2 separate regions of the Gossypium hirsutum genome follow, and region 2 is linked to region 1. A link is a contact called in public Hi-C data. All regions are on one chromosome and are shown on one strand. Each heading gives the region's core, a stretch centred on a gene start, on an enhancer-like site or on the middle of the called end of the contact. The rest is flanking DNA. Distances are from core to core; before and after follow the strand shown.

Region 1 (5,533 bases), core at 673-3,172:
TGGCCGACGGCGGTTGGCTATCGGTGGTTGAGCAGTGGAAAAGTTACACTACTGGGACTCTACTAGAGAATTTGATTTCAGATTAATTATTCCAAAAATAATATTGTTTTAATAGTTTAATATTAAATTTAATTTAATAATTATCTTATTGTATTTTATTAATTTAATGTTAAAGTGATTATCTTATTATTTTAATGAGATTTAATATTAAATTTAATCTAATATTTATCTTAATAAATATTATATTATTTTAATATTAAAATGATTAAGTTTAATTATAGTTGAACTCTCTAAACTCTTCTTATATAACGAGAGCCTTAGGTCATTATTCACACACTTGAATTCAAGAGAAAGTTATAGAGAGAAAATTCTCTAAAGAGATTATTTCAAAAAATTTCTAGAGATATTTTCTGATTTACAACTTGACCCAAAATTTTAGAGAAATTACAAAATTACCTTACTGGTAATTTTTGTGAAAATTTTTTGATTCTAAACGAGCCCATAGTTGGCAGACATGAGCTTGAGGATAGCAAAGAAAACTACCTAGTCGAAGCGCTCATCCTAGACAAATCGAAATGGTACAATTTTGATTAAGTGTTTATTACTTTAGATATTACAACCAATATCTTGTTTTGGAAAAACTCTAGTTCCAACATGTTCAAGTGAATTAAATTGCATATTACACTAGAATTTATGCCTCTAGTGGAAGATTTAGATAGATAAGACTGAGAGGAGACTTTATCGTGTAAGACTTTGATACACTTGTGCCGAATAGTGAGACCAAGACGAAATCTATATGCCTAGGTAAGATCGAGAGGAGAACTTAGGTGGTATCTTTTAGTCTAGGATGAGACTGAGAAGAGATTCTTAGTTAAAAGTGACAAACAATATAATCATCAAAGGTTTATTAGCTTAGTTAGTAATCCAAGACTCATTCAACCATCATTTCAATCCATTTGTATAGTTTCTAGTGAAAAGGAAGAAAGTTAATTTGATATTTTTATTTGTTAATTTAAATTTAGTTTACAAATAACTTGCATTTGAATTTGCACTAATAATTTATGACGTGATTAGATTAACAATTGTTTAACTTGTAAAACTTGATAAGACATTTACCAATTTGACAATCTTTTGAGTTCTATCCTAGGAATGCTCTAGTGTTCCATTGACATTACAAATATTACAAATAACCTTCTACACTTTGCAATTAAAACCACACTTTTAAATCGTTTTATAAAATTATTTATTTTCTGTGCACACGCGCATGTGATCAATGAGCTACAATATACAAGCTTTGTTCCATTCCTCAATGCTACTTAATCCTAAACCACCCTCAGACATTGGTAGACAGATTAATTGCCAATAGACACTAATACCAGTAACACTACAATCCTTGCCTTTCCAAAAAAAACTTTGAACATAGATGGGATACTTTTGAGAATAGTTTTTGGGCAACAAAAACTACCTACACCAAAAACCCTGCATGTTGTAGAGCATGACTTTGAGTAGCTGCAACCTGCCAGCAAAGCTTAGGTGGCGAGCAGACCAATGCTTGATTTTGATAGCATCTTCTCAATCAAGGGCTTGTAATCAAAGATAATAAATTTTCGTAGTTATAAGTTTTTATACAAAATATTAACAAGTTAAATATTAAAGAAAATCATTTATATTGTGAGGATTGATACTAATAAATAGCCATACATTTTGCCTCAAAAATCTATTCAACTAGGAGCAAAATTGAATTCCAACTTAATAGTGTGAAATGTTATTTTAATGGTGTCCATAGAAATTAATTAAAATGTATTTTAATGCATTTATTTAATATTTATTTTTTTAAATAATACTTTAATTTTTTAATAAATATCATCCTAATCAACTGATACCATTTAATATTTCCTAATTTAGGAAGGAAAAAAAACACACACACACACAAGAGAAAAATTGGAAGGCCACTTTATCAGACTAGCCCACATGGCCTCAGGTGGCAATGGCCTTGTAAATTCATGAAGGAATCAAAAGCTTGGCTTTAACTTGGACGAGGTGTCCCCATAAGAGCATTAATTTCATCCAATTTATTTCCAGATTTGTTCCGAGAAAAGACCGCCAAGATCTCTGTCACAGTCACAGGCTGACAGTTCTTACAAATAAACTCCGATCAAGCCACTTCTGTAAGTCTAGTTCAAGTTCCTTACATGTTCCAATGTCTCCGCCACCTTAGATCCATCTATGATCAAACGTCCCCTATTTTTGCTATTTATGATTTATGGGATTTGTTATTAGATACACTAACGACTCACTGCTTGAGATAATCCATGGTATGGGTCATATAATTTACAGGAAATTCAGATATTTTGTGAGGTATCAGGATGAAAGCACTCATTCTTGTTGGTGGATTTGGAACACGATTGAGACCGTTGACTCTTAGCGTCCCAAAGCCTTTGGTGGATTTTGCTAACAAACCCATGATACTGCATCAGGTTTATTATATTTTATTTTAGATTTTTCCTCATCGTCTTTGGTTTACTTCTTGTTTGTTGTTGGTGATTTTATATTCCTGGAAATATTTGTAGATTTTCAAAAAAGGTAATCCTGTTTAAAATGGGTTTAAGATTTATTTAGACCTGGCTTTTGTTACAAAGATAAATTTGGTGATTCTATGACTAAAAAAAAAAAAAAGTGTGAAGCTTTACGTGGTGTTGTTAAACGAATGATTGTACATAGTTCGTTTGTTTCTTTTTTTTTAATACTACCAGATTGAAGCTCTCAAAGCTATTGGAGTTACTGAAGTTGTTCTGGCCATCAATTACCAACCAGAGGTAACATAGAAAAGTGCCCATTTATGGCTGCAAATTTTCATATTGATGACTGTTTGTTATTGATTTTTTTTCCTTGAAGTTAGTTTTTTATATTGCTCCATTGATTTTGCAGGTTATGTTAAATTTCCTAAAAGAATTTGAGAAAAAGCTTGGCATTAAAATCACCTGCTCACAGGAGACTGAACCACTTGGCACAGCTGGTCCTATTGCTCTGGCTAGAGACAAGTTGATCGATGGCTCTGGTGAGCCATTTTTTGTCCTCAATAGTGATGTTATAAGTGAATATCCACTAAAAGAAATGGTAAATTTTCACAAGGGTCATGGAGGAGAAGCTTCCATTATGGTGACAAAGGTAATGTAGTAAACTGGGTTTAGCATTCTTGAGAAAAAGATTGCCATTAAAATCACCTCCTCACAAGGATCTTTCTTTTGTTTCAAGGTGGATGAGCCATCGAAATATGGTGTTGTAGTCATGGAAGAAACTACAGGCAAAGTTGAAAAGTTTGTCGAGAAACCACAAATATTTGTTGGTAACAAAATCAATGCTGGGATTTACTTGTTGAACCCATCTGTTCTTAACCGAATAGAACTGAGACCCACCTCAATTGAGAAAGAAGTGTTCCCAAAGATTGCAGCAGAGAATAAGCTTTATGCGATGGTGCTGCCTGGGTTCTGGATGGACATTGGACAACCAAAGGATTACATTACTGGCCTGAGAATGTACTTAAAGTCGTTGCGTAAAAAATCCTCTACCAAGTTGTCAACTGGATCTCATTTTGTTGGGAATGTTTTGGTAGATGAGAGTGCTGTAATTGGCTATGGGTGCCTCATTGGACCTGATGTAGCCATTGGTCCAGGATGTATAATTGAGTCCGGGGTAAGGTTGTCACGCTGTACCATAATGCGCGGAGTTCGTATCAAGAAGTATACTTGCGTCTCCAATAGCATTATTGGCTGGCATTCCACTGTTGGAAAGTGGGCACGGTTGGAAAACATGACGATCTTAGGAGAAGATGTTCATCTTGGAGATGAAGTTTATAGCAATGGAGGTGTTGTCCTGCCTCACAAGGAGATAAAGTCTAGTATTTTGAAGCCAGAAATTGTCATGTGATCACAAGGTTGAGCTTGGAATCAACATTTTGAGAGTTCGAAATTGCAATTTGGTTGTCTGCATTACCCTTTTTGTTTCCCTTCTTTTCTTGTTATTCTTAGGCAAATTCCAGTTGGAATAAGTTCGAGGGCCGAGTGTCAGTAGGCTTGTAGTTGAAGGATAGCTGCTGGCCTTTGGTTACCGGTGAACATCATGTTTGGTGGATGACCGGATGCAGAGACAACCTTATACACTTGTGAGGGAGCAATCTCATTTCTCATTTTGGAATGTCATTAACCAAAAGCAAAGAGAAAAAATAGAGGAAGAAATACAGACAACAAATTTATGACGTTGTGTACACTTAGTTTAAATGTTATTCAAGTATCGAGTTAATTGTATTTAGAATCTTTTCCATTGTTGTATAGCAGCCTCTCTTATCCTGTCAGAATGATGCTGTTGGGATAGTTTTTGTTCAGACTGAATCTTGTGGTGTTAACATAACTTTAGGTATATCTTAATGAATGTTATCTTCAGGATAATCAAAGGCCCTGGAAATTTGTAAGATTTATTATATGAAATATAGCGGGGATAGGCTTGATGAATGTTGTTTACACATGGTAGAATTCAACATTAGACAAAAATGTTATCTGTTGGAAGATGTAAGAAAAGGAAGTTCGCATTTCTTTCAAATCAAGACTTTCGTTAAGATCACAAAAAGCAACAAAAGATCCACAAGTATTTGACAGTATTGTTAGTTAATTGTTGAAAATTAGGGTCAGAACAAGTAACTTTTGAATGAAATTGAGTACTAAAACAAAAAATGCTTAAATGTGCACAGGCAAACGGCAGAACTACTCGAATTCTCCAAAATTGTCAAAATCAAAGTAAAAAAACAAAGGATTTACATGTCAAATAGGAGATGCTGTCATGTGCTTGTATGGGAATCCCTTAGACCTCTAGAAAGAGGCTAAGATCCAGAGCATGACATGAGATGACATTGCGATTAGAAGCCACGTGATAAATGCCAAAATTATCGATATTTCAAACTGCCGGCATGGGATATGACTTTGAGCCTTGCAGAATTCCAAGTCTCTTGCATATAGGACTATAATACCAGCTGATGAACATGCAGCTGCCAGTGATAACATAGCTGTCACCTGTACATTCAACAAGGATTAGCCAAGTGATATACAATCCCAGCTGAAGAGCTATTTGCAGAGTTGCCAATACTGAAAATAACAATTGCTTGCGGCCCTTAAAAAAAATCAAGCAAAATGCATAGGGAGTTCATATACAGATCAGACAGTGACCCCTGCATCAGTGTAAGATTGTATTCTATGGCCATTACAAAATATGAAAAGGTGGTCACAGAAACTAGCAATGTAATATATAGAAAGGTTGTTTTTTGATAGAATAAGAACAGCCATTAACCACTTGTGGGATCACAGACAGCATTAACATGAACAAATAAGAATAGCTGGCGAGGACTATGACAAATACAGCAACTAGCAGGAAATATATGGTCGAAAACCCGATTTACATCATTGTTGATGCATCCATTTAGTGGCTAAAGGAGATAAGAGAGGATTATTAGAGAACAGTTTCATACCCAATCACCTACAACAAA
Region 2 (5,995 bases), core at 3,402-5,901, 220 kb after region 1:
AATTCATTGAAAAATTTTGATTTTTGTGAAATACATGGACTTTTATTGTTATATGTAAAAATCGGCTAGGCTTGGAATAAGGGTTAAATTGCATGAATTTCATTTTCCAAGCCTAAGGATGAAATCAAAATTAATTAAAAGTATAGGGGCAAAATGGTAATTTTGCCTAAAACGTGAATTGGATTGAATTGAATGTAAGTTTTATTAAATTTATGTCAAATTCATTCGTGTAGATTCGGATAAATCAAATACGAAGTTAGATCGTGGAAAAGAAAAAGTATTGGATTAGTAGGCAATAAATCAACATACAAATGTTGAGGTAAGTTCGTGTAACTAAATTGAAAATTTTATATGTGTGTTTACTTGAATTGTATGTGTGTGATTGTATTATTGTCATGAATATAAAATTAATCACATATCCGATGATAATTGACAAGTATTAAGTCTTGTTTGAACAAATAAAATTCGATGGAATACAGGATTCCTGATTGGTTGTGATCCTACATGTGTTACGGGCACACCACAGCTCTTATGAGCATCCCTATATTTGGCTCTGATGAGCTTCCCGTTATATGGTTATTGTGAGCTTCCCTTTTATGGCTCTTCGAAGCTTCCCAATAATTTGTTCTTTGGAGCTTTCCGATAACTAGCTCTTTTGAGCTTCCGTTAATGGCTCTCTGGAGCTTCCCGATATTGGCTTGCTAGAACTTCCCGTTTATGGCTCTTGTGAGCTTCCTGTTACATGGCTCACATGAGCTTCCCGTTTATGTGCTCGTATGCACATTCCTATATATGAATTGACGGATAATACATGAATTGAAGGATAATACATGAATTGAAGGGTTACAGTTTTGTACACTTCGTATGTACTACCCATGTATCCATCGATATTTTAAATGTTTCAACGGGAAAAATCCTGACATGAGAAAATATGAGTTGGAAATGAATCATTACCCGTATATATGTGAAATACATGGAAATTTGATATTTTACGAGCTCATACATGTTTCTTAGTATTCATGTGTAATACATAACTAACATGTTTGGTGAGGTTATATGTTTAGGCTATTAGCAAAATTGCTTTGGATGTATTTTGTATGCTTACCTTAAATGTAAATGAATGATAAGTTAATTTCTCGTTATACGAACTTATTAATTTCTTGTTATACGAACTTACTAAGCATTAAATGCTTACTATGTTTTATTTCTTCTATTTTTTTTAGTAATTCAGATCATTGGGTTGGAAGCTGGTCAGAGCTACATCACACTATCCATCGGCCCATTTCGGTAAATATAGAAAACTAATTTTGGTTATAATGGCATGTATAGGGTAATTTAGCCAATGTTGGCTTAAAAATATTTTATTGTGAATAGCCATTGAAATGGCTTGAATTGGACATTTTGATATGTATTAAACTTGGTCTTAGCTTGATTTAAATGTCTTGTATTGGTTGGTGAAAGTGTTGAAGTGTTAATGTAGGTGAAAAACAGATTCGATGAGAAAAGAGGCTTGGAAAATGACCTATTTTCTTCCACACGGGCAGAGACACGGGCGTGTGTCTTAGCCGTGTGTCACACATGGCCTAGCACATGGGCGTGTGGTCTGGCCGTGTGTCCTCTGCATCTTAAAAATTACAAAACAGAATGCTCAAGTATTTTCATACGGCCTAGCACAGAGGCGTGTGGCTTGGCCTTGTGACCCTTGCACCTATTTAATGTAAGTCAGTATGCTCACACGGCCTAGCACACAGGTATGTGGCTTGGCCATGTGACCGAAGTCAGTGAGAGCCCTAATTTGGACACGGGTTGGGACACGGCCGTGTGACCCTAATTCGAATTCCCACACGATCTGAGACATGGGAGTGTCTCTTAACTGTGTAAGCCAAACAGCCTGGCTACACATGCGTGTGTCCTCTGCACCTAGGAAAAAATTTTGAAGTTTTGCGAAAAATTTTCTTAATACTCAGTTTAGTCCAGACTTGTTTCTAATGCATATTTTGGGCCTCGAGGGCTCATACAAGGGACAATATGATTGATTATGATTAGTTTTTTATATGAATATTAAACGGTATGAAATATTTGTATTTGATCTGTAAATTCTGGTAATGCTCTGTAACCCTATTCTGGCAACGGATATAGGTTAGGGGTGTTACACATATGTTTATTACAAATTTCCATTCCATATTTATCACTTATATTTCTACGTAGTCCATAAACTTTAATATAAGATAAATAAGATTATCTAAGGTACTTACCTTAATGGATGATCTAAAGCACTTAATCAAGTTTCCATGAGCTCTACTCCATCATCATTCAAGCTTATAATTTCCATAAATCATCATCTCCACATTTCTATACAAAAAAATACATTAAAAAAATAATATAAATTCCTTCGAAGCTTTCTCATGACAAATCATAGTAAATATCAAGCTAATGTAGGCGTAGGAAACCATTTCTTACCTTTTTAGAGCTTTCTCACTCAAGTATTCCACTAAAACCAATGAAATCCTAAGCTTTCATTTCTACAATTGGTGAAGGAAATGAGCTTAGGGGGTTTGATTTCATGAGGATTTCAACATTAACTCAAGGCGGGTAGTGGAATTTTTTAGAGAAAATGGAGAAATAATCAACAAGATGAAAAAGCAAAACAATGGAAACAATGGCTGCTTCTACTGGCTGGAAAAGAATAGAAGATGGGGCCAATGGGAGTTCTCATTCCCTACAAAAATATCAACATGTGGGCTCTAACAACTTAAGTCTAAATTTGTCCATTTGAAGCACATATCCTTAATATGGGGTTCTCACGGTTCAAAATAATTTCAGATTCCAAATATCATATATAAATATCATTTCCATCATAAAAGTATCAGGAATTTACCAAACTACCATTTTACGATAAAATTACCATATTTCCCCTTTTTACCCTTTTTAGCGATTTCTTCTCAAAACTTGATACTTAGACCAATTCAAGTTCATAATTCATAATAAATATTTAATATAAATCCTTGAGTGGTGAGAATTACAATTTTTCCCTTAACCTAATAAAATTAAAAAATTACAATTTAATCCTTATACTTTCAAATTTCTTTCAATTTAGTCCAAAATGGTTTACTTGACACTAACATATAATCCAATATGTTTCCATGGAAAATAATCATTGATAGCTCATTTTCCAATGGTGGTCAAAATTTCACTTGAGTCCTTAAACTTTTCAAAATTTATAATTTGGTCCATTTGTCACATTTCTACGTGTAAATTCTTTTCAAAATTTTCTCATAGCAATTAACAACTTTGATTCAATAAGGTTTCTTTATCCAACTCATTTTCCAAATTTTCTCACTGATTCACTGTATCCATTACTAGAATAGTGTCATGTGTCCAACTGAAAATTTTGGGATGTTACAAAACCTGAGTGAAAATTTTGGGATGTTACAAGATCTAAGTTTAGTTTGCAATGTGAAAACTACTTTTCATAAATATTATTTTTGTAACTGTATGAAATGTATTTGTTTTCGGTATTTATACTTTTTTATTTGTATATTTCATTTATATATGATCTGGTAACAATTATGATATATTATGTTATTCCACTTTCACATATATATGTAGAATGACAAACCTAGAGGTGAAATTTGAAAGTGAGAATTCAAGTAGTAAGTCCAATGAAAGACATTGGACAGATGACGGAGAAAAAATGTTAGTTGAATGCCTTGTTGAATTGTACCACTTAGGTAATCACAATGGTTATTGTGGCTTTAGGAAAAGATATCTATCTATACTTGAGAAAATGTTACAATTGAAATTTCCCTATTCTTTTTTTTTTCTAGTATCAAACCTTACATTGACAATAGATTGAGGACTCTTAGAAAGAAGTGGTCAATTGTATCTGACATGATTTATGGTATGCACTCCAGCAACTTTAGACGAGATGTCATAAGAAGAGTGGTGATAGCAGAGCAAGCGGTTTGTGATGAATTTCTCAAAGTGGTTATATAAAATATTATGTTATTAAATTTGTCTTCATATTTAGTCATGTCTACTTATTAATTTAGTATGTATACAGAGTCATAAGAACGCAACCCCGTTCAAGTTCCATAATTTGAAGATTTGAATATCATGTATGGTAAAGATTGTGTTAATGGTAACGATGTCCAAAACAAGAACCGACATTATTGAGAGGATGGAAGAGGAGGATGATATGGTGGAAGAGAAAACAATGTAGGAGAAGGTGGCTTGAATGGAATTGAGAATGTTGGAATACTAGTAAATGATGATATGATGATGATGATGATGATAGCTAATCAAGGTCCTCGGCCATACTAGAATAGTCAAACTAGAGTATCATATTTGTGGAGAAATGTGAAGTTTAATTATAAAATTAAAAAAAATTAGAGATATATTAAAATTTATAAATTTTCATTAAAAAAATTTACAATCAATATAATTTAAATTTATATTTACAAATGAAAATAAAAAAGTGAAAGACGATATATATTTTTATATTTTATATTATTTTTAAACTTCAATGATATTAAAGATTAAAATTTGGGTGTAAAAGTAAAACAAGCATAGGCCCATGTGACAAATAAATGCTGTCTCAGGTCAAAAAGAAATATAAAACTCAACAAAATTGGGGACTAGAAACTGAAGAAATTTCTGAAATGATCCATCCCCCGCTTCTGTAGAACCAATATTAAATTGTATGGGGACCATATTTGCTTCTCCTGCATCCCCATCACTCTCAAAACACGGAGTTGGAGAGGGAGAGAAAGCCAACGTTTTCCTCTTATCCTTCACATGTTTATCATCTCCCTTTGGTAGCAGTGACTGGTAAATTCTATTGAAAGGACCAGAAACAGCCACTTCTCATCCTCTTTCACTGCACTTTCTCCACCACACATACTTTTCATCATCATCCCTTTCATTTTCTCCACCACACAACAGCGTTTCATACCATGTCTTTTCCTTATCTTCTCATTTCATCTTCTTTTTTCCATTTCTCTGCAACACATTCCAACATCACCAATTCTTATTTTCATAACTCGACATGGCAACTGCAACGGGTTGGAGAAACTCCAATACTCAGCTTTTGGATGAACTGGAAGCACTTAGTCAATCCCTGTACCAATCCCACATCTCCACTACTCGAAGAACTGCTTCCCTTGCTCTTCCTCGGTCTTCTCTTCCACCTACTGATGAGGTCCCCGAAGTTAAATTTGAAGATAATAAGCACAGTGCTAGGCCCCGAGCTCGGCGTTTGTCTTTGTCACCTTGGCGTTCCAGACCAAAAGCTGACGACCAGAATGATAACCAGGTTCAGGCCACGAGACCAAATGAGCTAGAAGCGAAAGCTGTGTCAACTGAAAAGAAAGGGATATGGAATTGGAAGCCGATTCGAGCGCTTACGCATATCGGGATGCAAAAGCTGAGCTGCTTGTTATCTGTTGAAGTTGTGACTGCGCAAGGCCTTCCTGCTTCCATGAATGGCCTGCGACTTTCCGTTTGTGTTCGGAAGAAAGAAACCAAAGATAGAGCTGTTAACACCATGCCGTCACGGGTATCACAAGGAGCTGCGGATTTTGAAGAGACTCTTTTTGTTAGGTGCCATGTATATTGCAGTTCTGGCAATGGAAAGCCTACGAAATTTGAGCCTCGTCCGTTTTGGATCTATCTGGTTGCTGTTGATGCTGAAGAGCTTGATTTTGGGAGAAACACTGTGGATTTGAGTCTCCTTATTCAGGAGTCTGTGGAGAAGAGCTACGAAGGAACTCGGGTTCGGCAATGGGACATGAGTTTCAATCTATTAGGGAAGGCGAAAGGGGGAGAACTCATTGTGAAATTGGGATTTCAGATCATGGAAAAAGATGGAGGAATTGGTATTTACAATCAAGCCTCGGGGGGATTGCAAAGCTCCAAATCCAAGAATTTTTCAGCATCTTTTGCTCGTAAGCAATCGAAAACATCTTTTAGTGTTCCTAGTCCGAGGATGATGAGC

Evidence for each region. Hi-C and Micro-C count contacts between places; a contact is called where the count stands out from the background.
Region 2: a Hi-C map of leaf shows a contact between it and region 1, with 2.7 times the contacts expected there. The contact joins the promoter of LOC107888725 here to the promoter of LOC107948916 in region 1. A contact is called at or near these places in 3 of 34 Hi-C or Micro-C datasets (callus and leaf).

What each region holds. Positions count from the first base shown.
Region 1 is chrA04:74,188,003-74,193,535 of Gossypium_hirsutum_v2.1, forward strand. LOC107948916 (mannose-1-phosphate guanylyltransferase 1) reads left to right here and starts at 1,923. Exons shown (of 5, transcript XM_016883580.2): 1 at 1,923-2,168; 2 at 2,338-2,477; 3 at 2,754-2,816; 4 at 2,929-3,168; 5 at 3,256-4,504. The coding sequence starts at 2,367. The coding sequence ends at 3,927. It overlaps LOC107948917 (CASP-like protein 5B2), which reads right to left. Exons shown (of 3, transcript XM_016883581.2): 2 at 5,516-5,533; 3 at 4,696-5,063. The coding sequence ends at 4,863.
Region 2 is chrA04:74,400,400-74,406,394 of Gossypium_hirsutum_v2.1, forward strand. LOC107888725 (protein PLASTID MOVEMENT IMPAIRED 1) reads left to right here and starts at 4,652. Exons shown (of 1, transcript XM_016812913.2): 1 at 4,652-5,995. The coding sequence starts at 5,048.